4 separate regions of the Mus musculus genome follow, and regions 2, 3 and 4 are each linked to region 1. A link is a contact called in public Hi-C and HiChIP or PLAC-seq data. All regions are on one chromosome and are shown on one strand. Each heading gives the region's core, a stretch centred on a gene start, on an enhancer-like site or on the middle of the called end of the contact. The rest is flanking DNA. Distances are from core to core; before and after follow the strand shown.

Region 1 (3,375 bases), core at 370-2,869:
GAGAGAGAGAGAGAGAGAGAGAGAGAGAGAGAGAGAGAGAGAGAGAGAGAGGGGGGGGGGGTGTAAATGTCCTGTGTTTTGTTTTGCTTCAGGGATGGTGCCCTGATCAAGCGCTGATGCTGAATCTCACCACTAGATGGCGGTAAAGAACCTTGATGAAAAAGAGGTCAGGGCTCATCCTGTTTGCCAATCAATAAAACCGTTTTCAGGTCCTGTCAAGACACTGAATTGTCTGTCATTCCTTGTCCGCCTGGAAGAAATTAATCCCCAGGGGACTTGGGCACCTGTGTTTGGCTGACTTGAAGGAGAGGCCCCCAGCTCCAATCTCGGGCTCTGTTCTTAGAGGCATGGATCTAATGCCTGTGGAGCCGCCTGGAGGACTTGTTACGACAGGAGTTGCCAGGCCACAGCTGGTCTGGATGTACCCGTGAATCTGCACTTCTGACAAGTTCCCAGATGCTGCTGATGCTGCTGGGCCAGGGAACTTACCCTGAAGGTCCTAACCGGGAGACATTCTGGAAGCATCGAAAACCTTAACCAGCACCACAAAGTAAGTTATTTAAATTAATTAAATTAATCCTAATCACATAAGCCAAGGAGGAGGAGAAGGAGGAGGGGGAGGGGGAGGGGGAGGGGGAGGAGGAGGAGGAGGAAGAGGAGGAGGAGGAGGAGGAAGAAGAAGAAGAAGAAGAAGAAGAAGAAGAAGAAGAAGAAGAAGAAGAAGAAGAAGAAGAAGCAGAAGCAGAAGCAGCAGCAGCAGCTAAGAGGAGAAGTTGGAGGCAGAGGGTTAGACCCAGGACTTTACACACAGCGCTGGCGTGGAATAGCCTTGGGCCAAGGAATGCACAACCTCTTTGACTAAACAGGGTCCTCCCCACTATAGCCTGTCGGAATTGACTTGTACCAACCACACACCCGACACTGTGAGCAAGTTCTCCCATAAGATCCTCCAGCAGGGGCCCAGGTGGACTACACACACACACACACACACACTTTATGCCACCCTGGGAGACCCAGAACAGAGAGACCAACCTGCTTGCCCCACTCCCTGACTTACAGAACAGTGTGAAAATGAGAAAATACGCAGGAGCCACGTCACATACATGGGCTGTGACAACCCGTGAAGGTGGCACACCTGAGGTTCATTAGACCAATTTTTGTTATTTTGTTAGACCAATTTTGTTATGTTCAGTATTTTGTTACTGAACAGTCACCTCTCTGGATCCTAAGAGTCCCAATCAACCAATTATGCCTCTGCTGAAAAATATATATATATGTGTGTGTGTGTGTGTGTGTGTGTGTGTGTGTGTGTGTGTATAACCATGTTTGTCATCATTTCCTAAATAATAAAAAATAAAACTACTTATACCCACTCACACTATCCTGGATGTTATAAGTTGTTGGGGTTGAGTTCAAGGCTATGGGAGAACTTCATAGTTCACATACAAGCACTAAGCACTTTGGAGTCTTGAGCAAGTGTGATTTTCAGTACCTGTGGGGTTGTGAAGACTAATCCCCCTTGGATACTGACAAGCGACTGTACATGCCCTGCAGAGCATCATGGACGTGCACTGGTCCACTTGACCACAGTGTGGAAGCACTGTGCTTTCTGTAGAGGCCATGCTTCCTGTTTGCATTTTGCCTTCGTGCATAGCAGTGGTGTGGCAGCAAGCCATGACTGTATCAGCCAGGACACACCCTACACTCGACAGGGTGCTGTGCTGTAAGGTTGGGGTGTGTAATAGATAAGTGGGCCATATAAAAGCCATGTGCACCTCAGGTTACTTCAGCTTGCTGCAGATTCATCCAGACATGACCCCTCGAGTCAAGGACACTGGATAACATATGGATAACTATCTTTATAGAATTGGCTTGCTTTGAATAATTTTTTTTGCCTTCAACAACATTTTATGAGAAAGGATCCACAAACTTCACCAGACTAATAAAATCTAGGGACAGGGAAGGGAACCTAGAGGAGAAAGTGAGACCCTACCTTAGACACAGAGATAAACTGCTAAGTCTCAGTAGTGTCAGAGGCTGAGAACAGGACCTGACCCAACAGTTATACCTCATGTACTCAGAAACCAGGCCAAGCCTGTTGTTTCCCACCCAATGAACTATAACTAAGAGTTTGAAAAACATGGGTTTCCAGGACCATAACAGGCCTGCACCTGCTTCCTCAGTCCCATGCACACATGCACAATACACACATCCCACATGCAGGCACATGTACCCTACATCAATAGATCACACACTTCCTATACATATCATGGTTTTATAGCCATCAAAAATATGTGTGCACACAAAGAAAGACAAACAGTCTCCCCCCTCCCCCCCCCCCGCAGAACTAAAATTTTCCATGTGAGGCTAGGGCCTTGATCTTTTTAGTATCTAGGGCTGTGTTTTTCAACTTTGTCACCCAGACCACAGGAAGTGACATAGTTCACACCATAGGCCACATCATATGTGTGCATTTGAGCAAATACATGTGTAGTCAAAAATATACAGATACATTTAAGACAAAAGTTTTCCAGGATAAACTTTGTATACTTCTCACTGCCATGCATTCTGTTACTTCTTATTCCCAGCGCCATTGTGTTGCTTTCTTCTAATTTTTTATAAAGACTTATGTATTTACTGTACGTATATGAACACACTGTCACTATCTTCAGACACACCAGAAGAGGGCATCAGATCCCACTACCGATGGTTGTGAGCCACCATGTGGTTGCTGGGAATTGAACTCAGGACCTCTGGAAAAGCAGCCAGTGCTCTTAACCCCTGAGCCATCTCTCCAGCCTGCTTTCTTCCTTTTTTGTACCAGTCAATTCTACTGAATTCATTTTACACCTGGTGAATTTCAAGGAACAATTTGAAAACCACAGTCTCCAGAACCGGGACTGGGCCTACACCCACTTCCTCAGTCACATGTAAAACACTTACACCATACACACATCCCACGTGCATGCACATATGCCCTACACAGATAGATGAATAAGTCATACTTCATATGAACATCACACGCCACACATATACCTGACATTACACACCCCACATATACACATGTATATACACATACATGCACACATGCAGAGCCCACGCACCCTTCACATTACACATGCATGCAATATACATATCATACACACTTTACAATATACTCTACATACATACACAGCAAATACACTCAAATCACCTCATATACTCACACACTACCCACAGACCTTATATACACATATACGACATACACCACACACACTATATACATATCACACACACACACCACATTCTCTACATAAACATTTCTCCATCTCTCCCTTCTCCACTCCCCTCCCTCCCTCAAAAGAAACCACGGTCACTGAGAAGTATCTAGTCCCT
Region 2 (3,375 bases), core at 619-3,118, 390 kb after region 1:
TTCCCCCTGACCAATCCCAAAGCTCTAGTCAGTACCCTGAAGATAGAACAAACCCTTTCTTCCTCTTTTCAATCCATCCATTAACACTTCTGTCAAGATGTGGAGGTACTACTCTGGTTACCCCTAGAATCCAAAATATTCCTGTAACATGCTATGCCTGACAAGAGTTAGAATAAGTGATTCTGTCATTCTGATGCAAGGTCTGATACAAAGAGCCTGTAGTTTTCTGCTCTGTGGCTAAGCCCTGCCCAGGCCTCCAGGGAACAGCTGAGCTGCCTGCTAGAGGAAGAGCAAGGGGAGAGCAAGGTCCTCCTGGCTGAGGCCATAAAAGATCAGTCAGCCCCAACTGACCACCAGCTTATACACAGGAAAGACCCCCAGGGACTCAACAGAACCCAAGCAAAGAGCAAAAACAGCACCAACTGGTTGGCTACTGACTAAAAGTAAGTGTGGGAAGTCTGTATATTGGTGTATTCGTGTGTATATGTGTGTGTGTCTGTGTGTGTCTGTGTGTGTCTGTGTCTGTGTGTCTGTATGTGCCTGTGTCTGTGTCTCTGTGTGCACACATGTACATGTGCACATGAGCATATGTGCGCATAAAAGTGTTGTGCATGTGTGAGAGTATGTATGTGTGCACATGTGAGAATGTGTGTGTACATGTAGAGTGTGTGGGCATAAAAGAATGTGTGTACATGTGAAAGTGTGTGTGCATAAGAGTGTGTGTACATGTGAGAGAGTGTGTGTGCACGTAGAGTGTATGTATGTGAGAGTGTGTGTAGAGTATGTATGCATAAGAGAATGTGTGTACATGTGACAGAGTGTGTGTATTTAAGAGTGTGTGTGCATGTGAGAGTGTATATATGTGAGAGTGTGTGTGCACATGTAGAGTGTGTTTGCATAAGAGAGAGAGTATGTACTCATGTGAGAGTATGTATGTGTAGATATGCATGTGAAAGTGTGTATATGTAAGAGAGAGTTCGTGTGTGTACATGAGAGTGTATATGTGCATGTGAGAGAGTGTGTGTACATATAAGACAGAGTGTGTGTGTGTGTGTGTGTGTGCATAAGAGAGTATGTAAGCATGTAAGAGAGAATGTATGTGTAGGTGTGCATGCGAGTGTGTGTGTGTATGTATATGTGTGTACATATGAGAGAGTATGTGTGTGTGTGTGTGTGTGTGTGTGTGTGTGTGTGTGTGCATGTGAGAGTGTATATATATGCATGTGAGAGTGTGTGCAGTGTGTGTAGTCCTGGAGCTTCAAACAATCAAAGCAAGTGCTTCACCACTGAGCCACTCCCTCCCCAGAGTTGCTTAGCAAGCAGTTCCCTTGTGCCAATACATAAAACAACAACTTAAAAAAAGAACGAGGGGGCTGGAGAGATGATGGCTCAGTGGTTAAGAGCACTGGCTGCTCTTCCAGAGGTCCTGAGTTCAATTCTCAGCAACCAGTGTGAACATCCTTGTTCCAGCTTACTAAGTAAGATGGAATAAAATGAACACAACCCATCCTTCCCAAATAAGTCACAGAACTGAGGTCACAAAGCAAACCGCCCTCCACACAGAAGAGACAAGGCTAGGAATGTGGCTCAGGAGTGCAGCGCCTGCCTAACATGAGCAAAGCCCTGCCCTTACTCCCCAGCACCACTGGAAAAATGCAAAACAAAATAATAAAACAACAGGCAGAGTGATACATAGATGACTCTGTGTGACCCAGTGCTGTGAGAGCCACCAGCAGAAGCTTCCACAGCAAGCAGCATAAGGGTAGGACACCCGAAAGTCGTTGTCAGTGTGCTGGGGCACAGCGTGGACAGGTCAGAGGGATGGCTCAGCGATCAGGGCTAGGATGGTCACACCCACGCTTGGTGGCTCTAAGGTTACGGTGTCCTCACAGTAATGACTGGTGTTTGTGCATGCGTAGGCGTGTAGCATGGGAAGCTCTGTGGCTGTGAAATACGCCAGAGCACTCTGTCCTTTTGAACCAAGTCTGCCTCCAAGAGAAACCGTTTTACCACAACCTAGTCTGCCAGAGTCTAATCAGAACCCAGGTTGAGCTGACCCAGGCTGAGGGAAATCCCAGCCGCAGCCTCCTGCAGCCGTCCTGCTCCTCTAAATGAGAGGAGAAAGATGAAACCGGCTCGTGGATTCACAGCCTGGGGCACAGGCTCGCCGTAAGGATCGGAGAGCAATCGTGGGAATTCGGAATCTTCCTCTACCCCCACACTGAAGCACAGTGCTGTTAGAGGTCTTCCACTGCAGTTCCTTTTACCTGCTACGCCATGCCTGACTTCCACAAACCCTACAAGGCTGAAAGGTAAAAAGCATGACAAGACCAAAGCGAGCGTCTGAATCTGATAGGGCAGGGAGGTTGCAATGATCAGACCAGGGCTTTAAAAAAAACCTTGTGCAACTGGGCATGGTGATGCACCTCTGTGATCTCCGCACGAGGGAAACTGAGAGAACAGAGAACTAGAGATCAGCCTTGGCTACACAGAGGCCACACAGAGAGACCCCTTCTCAAACACAGATGCACAAGCGCGCAAGCACACGCGCGCACACACAGACACACACACATGATTAATATGATATATTTCACTATATGATTAGTGAGATAAGGACTTGAGTGGAAAAGGTAGATGTTAGATAAATACTCTAAGCAAACAGACACTTATAAACAACGACAGCAACACTGTAAGGAGGCTGCAGAGATGGCTCAGTGGTTTAAGAGCACATACTGACTGTTCTTGCAGAGGACCCAGCTTCAGCTCTCAGCACCCATTTCAGACAACTTACAACTGCCCGTAACTCCAGCTCCAAGGGAACCCAAAGCCTCTGACTTGCATGGACACTCACATGCCCATAGTGCTCGTGGGCACACATGTTTAAAATAATAAAAATAAAATAAATGTTTTAACAGAAATGAGCAATGGCTTTGACACCACATTAGTAGACAGGACATGGCTGAGGCAGCCAGGCGTGGTGGTGCATACCTATAACGCCAGGGCAGCTACAACTGAGTTCAAGACCAGCCTGAGCTATGTGAGACAATAGAAACCTCCCAAACTTGAAAGAAAAGAGGGAAAGTAGGCCTGGGGGGAGGGGGGATGGGGCCAGGGGGAGGGAGTGCAGGTATGTGTGTGCCAAAGACACATATGGAACAAACTATAGAAGGTCTATGGCTCTGCGACATACGCTGTATAATGTGTGCACAGGGCTATCAGCAGAGCAAGAACAAACAAACCATCTTAAATAATAATAAATAAGAATTTCTCCACCAAAAAGTCCAGATCCAGGAAGCTCAGGAACTTTAAAAAAAAACACACAGAAATATTATACCCAAACCACAGGAAAACAATCTTGAAAGAAACCAGAAGAAA
Region 3 (3,375 bases), core at 511-3,010, 330 kb after region 1:
TCATTTTCTTTTTCTTTTTTTTGAGACAGGTAACCCCAGTGCAGAGCTGAAGAAGCTAGGCTTGGAAACACTAATACAAGGCCCTGTGCCACAATCACTTGTAATGTCCAAGCCTCAGAAATCCAAACACTGGGGTCTTCTGCCGTCCCTGGCAGCTTTTACATCAAGAATTCATGTGGTAAACCAGACAGCAGCCTATGAGTAAGAATAACAGACCCATCACACTAAGGTGTCTCCACGACAGGCTGAGGGAGCAGGTCTCAAGGGCAGTATGTGATGAGGGAGGTGTCCCAAGAAGAAGTAGAGAAGAAGACAGGAGAGAGAGAGGGGCCATTGAAGAGTGATTTATGGAGCTGGTCCTGCTGGGGTAGGGTGGAGGAGAGAAGATGCTGCAAAGAAGAAACAGACAGACGGGTAGCACACTAGAGCTGCCCCTAGCAACCAGAAGGGAGTTGGATGCTCAGCTGCCACCCCTAAGCCAGAAGCCCTGGTCTATCTGGTATCCAGGGTCTCAGGCTAGAGTCATTTGGGAAAGCTTTGTGGGGGTGTGTGTGGGGGGTGCTTTTTGTTTGTTTTTAGTCACAATTCCTGTGAGCTTACATTGTGAGACTGGGCCAACCTGTGCTGGGGACTGCTAAACGACGGCCACATGCCTCGCTGTGTGGGAAACCCTGCTCTTCCTGATCTCTCAGATCCCTCAAGTCCCTCTGAGCCTACAGGTTCAAGGTCCCCCTGCACAAGTTCAGCTGTGGATGGAAACCCTGAGAAAAACACCCATGGAGCTAGAGACAAACACATTTGTCTGCCGGCCGGCCGGGGCTGCAGCTGGTGGAGGCTTGAGGAATGAATTCTTTTGGCTTTAATTCAGCTGTTTGTGCTCCCGTGACACAAACTGAGCTCAACCCACATTTTCCTTAGAAAGAAAGGAGAGGCGGTGCGTAGAGGCATCAAGCATATTTTCGGAGGTTTAATTTCCTTCCAGTGTCCTTAAGAAATCCCCCCCACCCCCTAAAGCTTATGCTGCCTCAACCCCAGCCCTAACGGTAGCATCAAAGACTTTTAAATTGAGACCCAGGGTGAGTTAGCTAAAGTAAATAAAACCAGAGAAGGAGGGAAATTAAAAGACAGTATCAGAGAAACCACGTCTTCACCAAAAAGCAAAAAGGAAGGAAGCTGGTTAGGGGAGGAGACCTGGAGAGGGAAGAATACCAAATTCCAAGAGTTTAAATGCAAGGAACGAAGGAATTAGCACTGACAGATTTAGCAAATAAAAATGCCCAGTGCCTGGTTCGATTTGTATTTTAAACGACGAATAATTTTTATTGTCTGCCATGCATTATTTCAGACACTCTTTCATCAAATATTTCATACAATAAATTTATGATAAAACGTAATTTATTGCCCATCTTAAAGTCAAATTTAATTGGGCACCCTTAATTGTACGTTAAAAATTATCAGCTAGTTTAAACACCTTTTAGACTGGTCAGCTTTGCTTCCCTGGGGATCTTGCTGGTCGTTTATACAGATGTCCCCTGCCTTTGTGGGTATATTTGTCCTTTGGGAATTTACAACAGAGAGGAACTCCCCAGAGAAGCTGAAAGTGGAATACAAAGACCAGACTGCTAGAGGAGGTCCAGGCATGGAGGTTAAGTGGAGCCAGTATCCTTGAGCCTCCCCATCACCGCAATCTGGCCACAGGAGCGGCCCTGCTCAGCTAGAGGGATTCCAGCCCGGGCCCCTCCCCGCGGTGAGCTAAGGATTTAGGGATGACTACAGGAGGGTGGAGAGCTGCCACGTTCCAGTCCTGGAGGAGCGCGCAGAAGGGACTTCACACACACACACTCACACACACACACACACACACACACACACACACACACACACACACACACACCTGTACACACCCCTAAGATGCTGTGATCTCTTCGCTTCCTTCTGCCCTGTATTTTCCTTCCCAGGCCCTGTCCTCCGTTCTGTCTCCCCACTTCCCGTCCCTCCAAATAAGGAAGCAGAGCTTTGCGGACGCCTGGCGAAGATGCCAGGTCTGGTCCCCGCCCCCAGGCCGAATCCAGCTGCCAGCGAGGCAGCTGGGGGTGGTGGAATGGGGTGGGGGAGTGGACCCCGCAGGCCCGGTCGCGATCTAACCCAGCGGCTCAGGATGCAGCGGGGGCCCTGGGTGCACAATGGCACCTGCGGGACAACTGCGTCAAGGTCGAGGTGAGAACCAGGCTCTCAGGGCTGCCCGGAACGTTTCACTCTTCGCTCGGCGGGGCTCTGCAAAGGCGGAAGATGACGTGGCGAATCGAGGAAGCGCCACATCTCAGATCCAGACGTTCCACTCCCAGGAACTGACCCAAAGGAAATAATCCAGTCCAAGAAAGAGAGAATATCCGGGAATAAAGCAACTCGTGGGAAATGGTTTAACGAACCTCTGCATATCAGTGCTATGGAATGCTCTTTTATTTCGTGCAGCATTTAGGTGATCGCTTGTCAGGACCCTCTCAGTATCTGGGGACACTGAGAGGGTAGAACCCAGATCTCCTTTCTTTCCTCCGAGAGTTCACAGGAGAAACAGCGTGGACTTTAGAACCAGAGTGCAGTGGATCTGAGCACCCGTGTATGTCCTCATCTGTAAAACGCAGACGCTTCATAGAGAAGCAATGAGGGTCCCAGCGGGAAGGTTACACCGAGTATCCGCCACGAGATGAGAGGTCCAAACACCTACCAACAATCCCGAGGTGCCATGATAAAAGAATGTATGAGTTATTAAGTATATGCAGAACCGCAAGTGCTGCAAGTAGCTGAAGCTTCCTACTCTTGAAAACACAGGAGGGATGCATTTAATTATGCCTGGGTGGGCGTGGCACCAAAGAAGCCCCGAGGTAACTCAAGCTGAGTCCTGAAGGATGTGTTTTCTGGGTAGACAAGAAATGAAAAGACCATTGCAGGTAAAGCAAGCCTAGGACCTAGAGGGAGGGAAGAAAGAGCAAGGGAATTCCAAAAGCTACTTCTAAGTGTCTTGTAGGAAGGAACGCATTTCCAGTTGCACATTTATTCTTCTGCCTCAGCTGCACAAGTGGCAGACCAGGCCCTCGTGGCTTAAGGGTGACTCTCCTCCCCTAGGCCTGCCTCCACCCATCAAAGAAATCCCTCTAGGCTCCCTGTGTATCCAGGAGAGGTTCCCATCCCCATCCGGTGATCTCAATCCCTGGATGCTCCAAGGCCAATGTTGGAAGGGAAGGTTCTGGGCTGTTTTCTTCCTTTTCCCATGATTCTTGACAGCTGCGTAAACCTACCCATAGAGCTCTTTGAAGAGAGAGTTTGGGAAGAAGAGGAACCCAAAGCCAAGTGAAAGACCCCTGTGTTCTTGAAAGA
Region 4 (3,375 bases), core at 657-3,156, 270 kb after region 1:
ACACACATACATATTCACATTCACACACATTAGTGCATACATATGCATACACACACACACACACTTTAAAATATAAAAGGAAGGTTCTGGGTCAGCATCAACTGCACGTATTCTTGAGCAGGGCAAATAGCAATAAGCAATAATTTGGGACAAAGAATGGAGCATTTTGTCAGGGTGGTCTTTGCCCTCCATTCCCTGCTGTTACCTTGGGTGATCTTTTCTTTATGGGCCTCTGTCATTAGTATGCAAAGGAGTTTGGTTGGCATCAGTGGGATCCTTGAGGCTCATGCTAGCCTAGGAGGGCCACTTGTGAACATCTCTTTCTTACACCCTGGATTCAGCAATAACCCATGGGGTAATGGAACTTGGCCATGGGAGGGTACTTACACCACCCCTGGGGTGAGGGGCTGGGGGTGGCTACGACTGGGGTGAGGGTCTGGGGTAGCTACAGATGGTGACTCAGTTTTCTTTTAAGATCTAGTTTAATGCCTCCGGCACATCCTTGGCCTGATCTGGTGCTTCACGAATTGTGCTGAAGTTTTCTGTAGCAGAGAAACGCTTACACAGAACCCAGAGGCCTTAGAGCCGAGCATCTTAGAATTGTCCTGAAAAGCACCGATTAGGGGCTAGAAAGATAACTCGGTTAATTAAGGGCACTTGCTGCTCTTGCAGGGGACCTGGATTGAGTCCTCAACACCCACACCGGGTCACTAACAACTATCTGTAACTCCAGCTGCACAGGGGGGCCTGATGCCTCTGGCCGCCATGGAGCCAATCTATGCTTATGTGGTCAGACATACTCATACATGTAATTAAAATAGTTTTGAAAGAAAAAAAATTTGAAGGATGTCTCAGGGACCAGTGAGGGGATACCAGGAGTAAAGTCACTTGCCATTCACACTGATGATCTGAGTTTGATCCTCAAGACCCACATGGTGGAAAGAGAGAAGGGACTCCAAAGACTTGTCCTTTGTCCTTGAAATCATGCAGCGGCATATGTAACATCCCCATAAATAAATCATGGTGATAAAAACTATTTAAAGGCACCTATTGGCTAGTCAGGGTGGCTCCCACGTATAATCGCAATGCTTGGGAGATTGAGGCAGGAGAATTGCCATGAGCCTGAGGCCAGCCTGGGCTATATAATGAGTTCTAGGCCTACCTGAGCTCCACAGCGCAACACTGTTTCAATTTTAAAAAGCAACAACACCGAAAGCACTGGCTGTAGGTTTAAATTTACAATCGGTATGTATCTGCTTCTTGTTTATTCAAACTTTAAATTTTAATAAAAACATTTACAGTTTTATTGCCCTAACTTCAAGAAGATGATGTATGTTGTTGATTCAGAAGGACTTTTTTATATCTTTATATCATTCCCTCCCTCCCTCCCTCCCTCCCCCCATCTCCCATCCCCCATCCCTTTTCTTCCATTCTCTGCCATCCTATAGGCAGGGCTAGAGTCCTCAGTCCCTGCAGGGCCCATCCACTCTCTCTCTTCCTTTGCCTCTTACCCATTGTAACCCATGGCCTTAGAATTAGGATTGGAGAGGCGTGGCTAAGCCTTAGCTGCTTTGAGAGGCTCTGAGCAGGACAGGGTTTCTCAGAACCTGCTGTTAGCAGTGGGGCCCCGGCCAACCAGGGGACATTTCCTCCTTGTTATGATGGTACCTGGCTCCTTACTGCCCTCTGTGCTGCCAGTAACCATGGGTCCAGAAAGCAGAGGGGTGGGTCCCTTTGCTCCTTGTCCTCTGGAAGCACACAGCTTAGCCTGTTACCCTGAGGCTTCATCTGGAAGATCTATTTTCTGCATCCCAGACTCGGGCCACCATGGGCTTCCTGACTGACTTCAGACACATGCCTATGTTATGTCTCTGTCTCTTTTTCTGCCATTGGCTGTTGCTTACCACACTGCTGGGGCTGGCTGGCTGGCTGGCTGTGGAAGCAGCTGACAGACAACACTTCCGAGCATAGCATGGAACAGGGGCTGTCTCCCTGCAGAGGATAGATCCAGCTTCCGAAGGGTGCCAGGCCACTGAGTGTTAGAACGTTCATCCGGGAAAATTCCAGAAGAAAATTTCCGACACAGCACCACCTCCCAAAAGATCCTGGAGATCTTTGCGGAGGATCAGAGGCACATTGCAACCAGCATGAGGCTATGGAGGAGGGGAAAGTCTGAAAGTAGAAGGGACTCTCCTGGCTTCTCCTGATTCCCCACAGTCTCTACTGTCTTCAGCCTGTGGCCCTCGGCCACCACTACCCAGCAAATAGGTCTGGAGGACGTCAGCGGCCTCAGCATAGATAAACCCAGGGGCTATTTTTCAAAACGACCACACTCTCTGCTCTGTCTGGGGATACCTTGGTTTCCTTTGGCTTCAAAATCTCTACTTGTGCAGCGTCTTAGTTTGGGTTCACCTACGGCAAGAGGTCTGAGGCAGGGGAGTGTGCACAGACATTTTACCCAGAACCCAGAACTGGGGTGAGAGACAGGGAAAATAACTCCAGAAAGCATGTGTGATTGGGCTGAGCAATGAACCTTGGCACTTGAGGGACCCTCTGAGGAACTGTGGAATGAGTTGTGGTCCACATTTGAATGAAAAAGAGGAAGTGAGTTGGGCACCAGCATTAATGTCTCTGCTTCCCGACTAGGCATACGTGTGACCAGCTGCCTCTCACCCCTGCCATCATGGTTTTTCCTTACGTGCATTCTCAAACTGAGTCAAAACGAACATTTCTGTGAGGGTTAGTTTTCACTGTCACTTTGACATAACCTCAAATATCACCTGAGAGCTTCAGCCGAGGAATTATCTAGATTGGGCTGGCCTGTGGGTTTGCCTGTGGAAGATCGGTGTTTCCTAGAGCAGTGATTCTCAACCTTCCTAACGCTGAGACTCTTTAATACATGTTGTGGTGATCCCCAACTATAAAATTATTTCGTTGCTACTTCATATCTGTAATTTTGCTGCTGTTATGAATCAATATATAAATATCTGATATGCAACTCCCAAAGGAGTTGGGCCCCTCAGGTCGAGAGCCACTGCCCTAGACAACTGGGACCTGAAGAGTGTAAGAAAGAAGCAAGCAAGCAAGGATGCATTTATTTCCTTTCTGCTCAGCACTATGGAGTGAACAGCTGCTGAGTTCCTGTCTTGGCATCCCCACAGGGATGGACTGCAGTCGGGAACTGTTAACTGAATAAACCCTTTCTCCCAGATGTTGCCTTCTATCGGGATATTTTATTACAGCAACAGAAATGAAACTAGAACTCCTTCCTTAAGTTGCTCTTCTCAGACATTTTGTCAAAGCAATGAGAAATGTCAGGACCACCCCCCACCCCCACCCCCCACCCCCGTTCACCGAAGGTCACCTCTCAAGAGC

What was found. Hi-C and Micro-C count contacts between places; a contact is called where the count stands out from the background. HiChIP or PLAC-seq counts read pairs in DNA pulled down with a chosen protein or histone mark.
Region 2: a contact with region 1 is called in a Hi-C map of B cells, with 2.3 times the contacts expected there. The contact joins two enhancer-like sites. A contact is called at or near these places in 7 of 15 datasets of contacts at CTCF or cohesin (CD8 T cells, the G1E-ER4 cell line, the NIH/3T3 cell line and 4 more), 132 of 484 Hi-C or Micro-C datasets (the 4T1 cell line, the AML12 cell line, B cells and 71 more), 25 of 115 datasets of contacts at active chromatin or transcription factors (the 230-238 cell line, the HPC-7 cell line, bone marrow-derived dendritic cells and 18 more) and 2 of 9 other capture datasets (bone marrow-derived macrophages and embryonic stem cells).
Region 3: an H3K4me3 HiChIP or PLAC-seq map of bone marrow-derived macrophages shows a contact between it and region 1, with 5 times the contacts expected there. The contact joins two enhancer-like sites. A contact is called at or near these places in 2 of 484 Hi-C or Micro-C datasets (natural killer cells and uterus), 11 of 115 datasets of contacts at active chromatin or transcription factors (bone marrow-derived macrophages, craniofacial prominence, embryonic stem cells and 6 more) and 1 of 9 other capture datasets (embryonic stem cells).
Region 4: a contact with region 1 is called in a Hi-C map of B cells, with 1.9 times the contacts expected there. The contact joins two enhancer-like sites. A contact is called at or near these places in 1 of 15 datasets of contacts at CTCF or cohesin (large pre-B cells), 4 of 484 Hi-C or Micro-C datasets (B cells, the G1E-ER4 cell line, embryonic stem cells and 1 more) and 1 of 115 datasets of contacts at active chromatin or transcription factors (large pre-B cells).

The regions. Positions count from the first base shown.
Region 1 is chr2:143,837,237-143,840,611 of GRCm38.p6, forward strand. The region is part of intron 5 of Bfsp1 (beaded filament structural protein 1, in lens-CP94); the gene reads right to left. Among named protein-coding and RNA genes, the nearest start is that of Bfsp1, 24 kb to the right of the region's middle. Within about 2 kb of position 1,620, at least 92 of the 459 cell types and tissues checked have an H3K27ac peak or open chromatin away from gene starts, as enhancers often do. A contact at or near this core is called in B cells, CD8 T cells, CD8 central memory T cells and 8 more, where this site is marked.
Region 2 is chr2:144,222,628-144,226,002 of GRCm38.p6, forward strand. No RefSeq gene overlaps it. Among named protein-coding and RNA genes, the nearest start is that of Banf2os, 16 kb to the left of the region's middle. Within about 2 kb of position 1,869, at least 83 of the 459 cell types and tissues checked have an H3K27ac peak or open chromatin away from gene starts, as enhancers often do. A contact at or near this core is called in B cells, CD8 T cells, CD8 central memory T cells and 6 more, where this site is marked.
Region 3 is chr2:144,163,446-144,166,820 of GRCm38.p6, forward strand. The region is part of intron 2 of Banf2os (a long non-coding RNA gene); the gene reads right to left. Among named protein-coding and RNA genes, the nearest start is that of Gm5535, 24 kb to the right of the region's middle. Within about 2 kb of position 1,761, at least 378 of the 459 cell types and tissues checked have an H3K27ac peak or open chromatin away from gene starts, as enhancers often do. A contact at or near this core is called in bone marrow-derived macrophages, memory CD8 T cells and pancreatic cancer cells, where this site is marked.
Region 4 is chr2:144,110,230-144,113,604 of GRCm38.p6, forward strand. All of the region lies in intron 2 of Banf2os (a long non-coding RNA gene), which reads right to left. Among named protein-coding and RNA genes, the nearest start is that of Gm5535, 77 kb to the right of the region's middle. Within about 2 kb of position 1,907, at least 31 of the 459 cell types and tissues checked have an H3K27ac peak or open chromatin away from gene starts, as enhancers often do. A contact at or near this core is called in B cells, where this site is marked.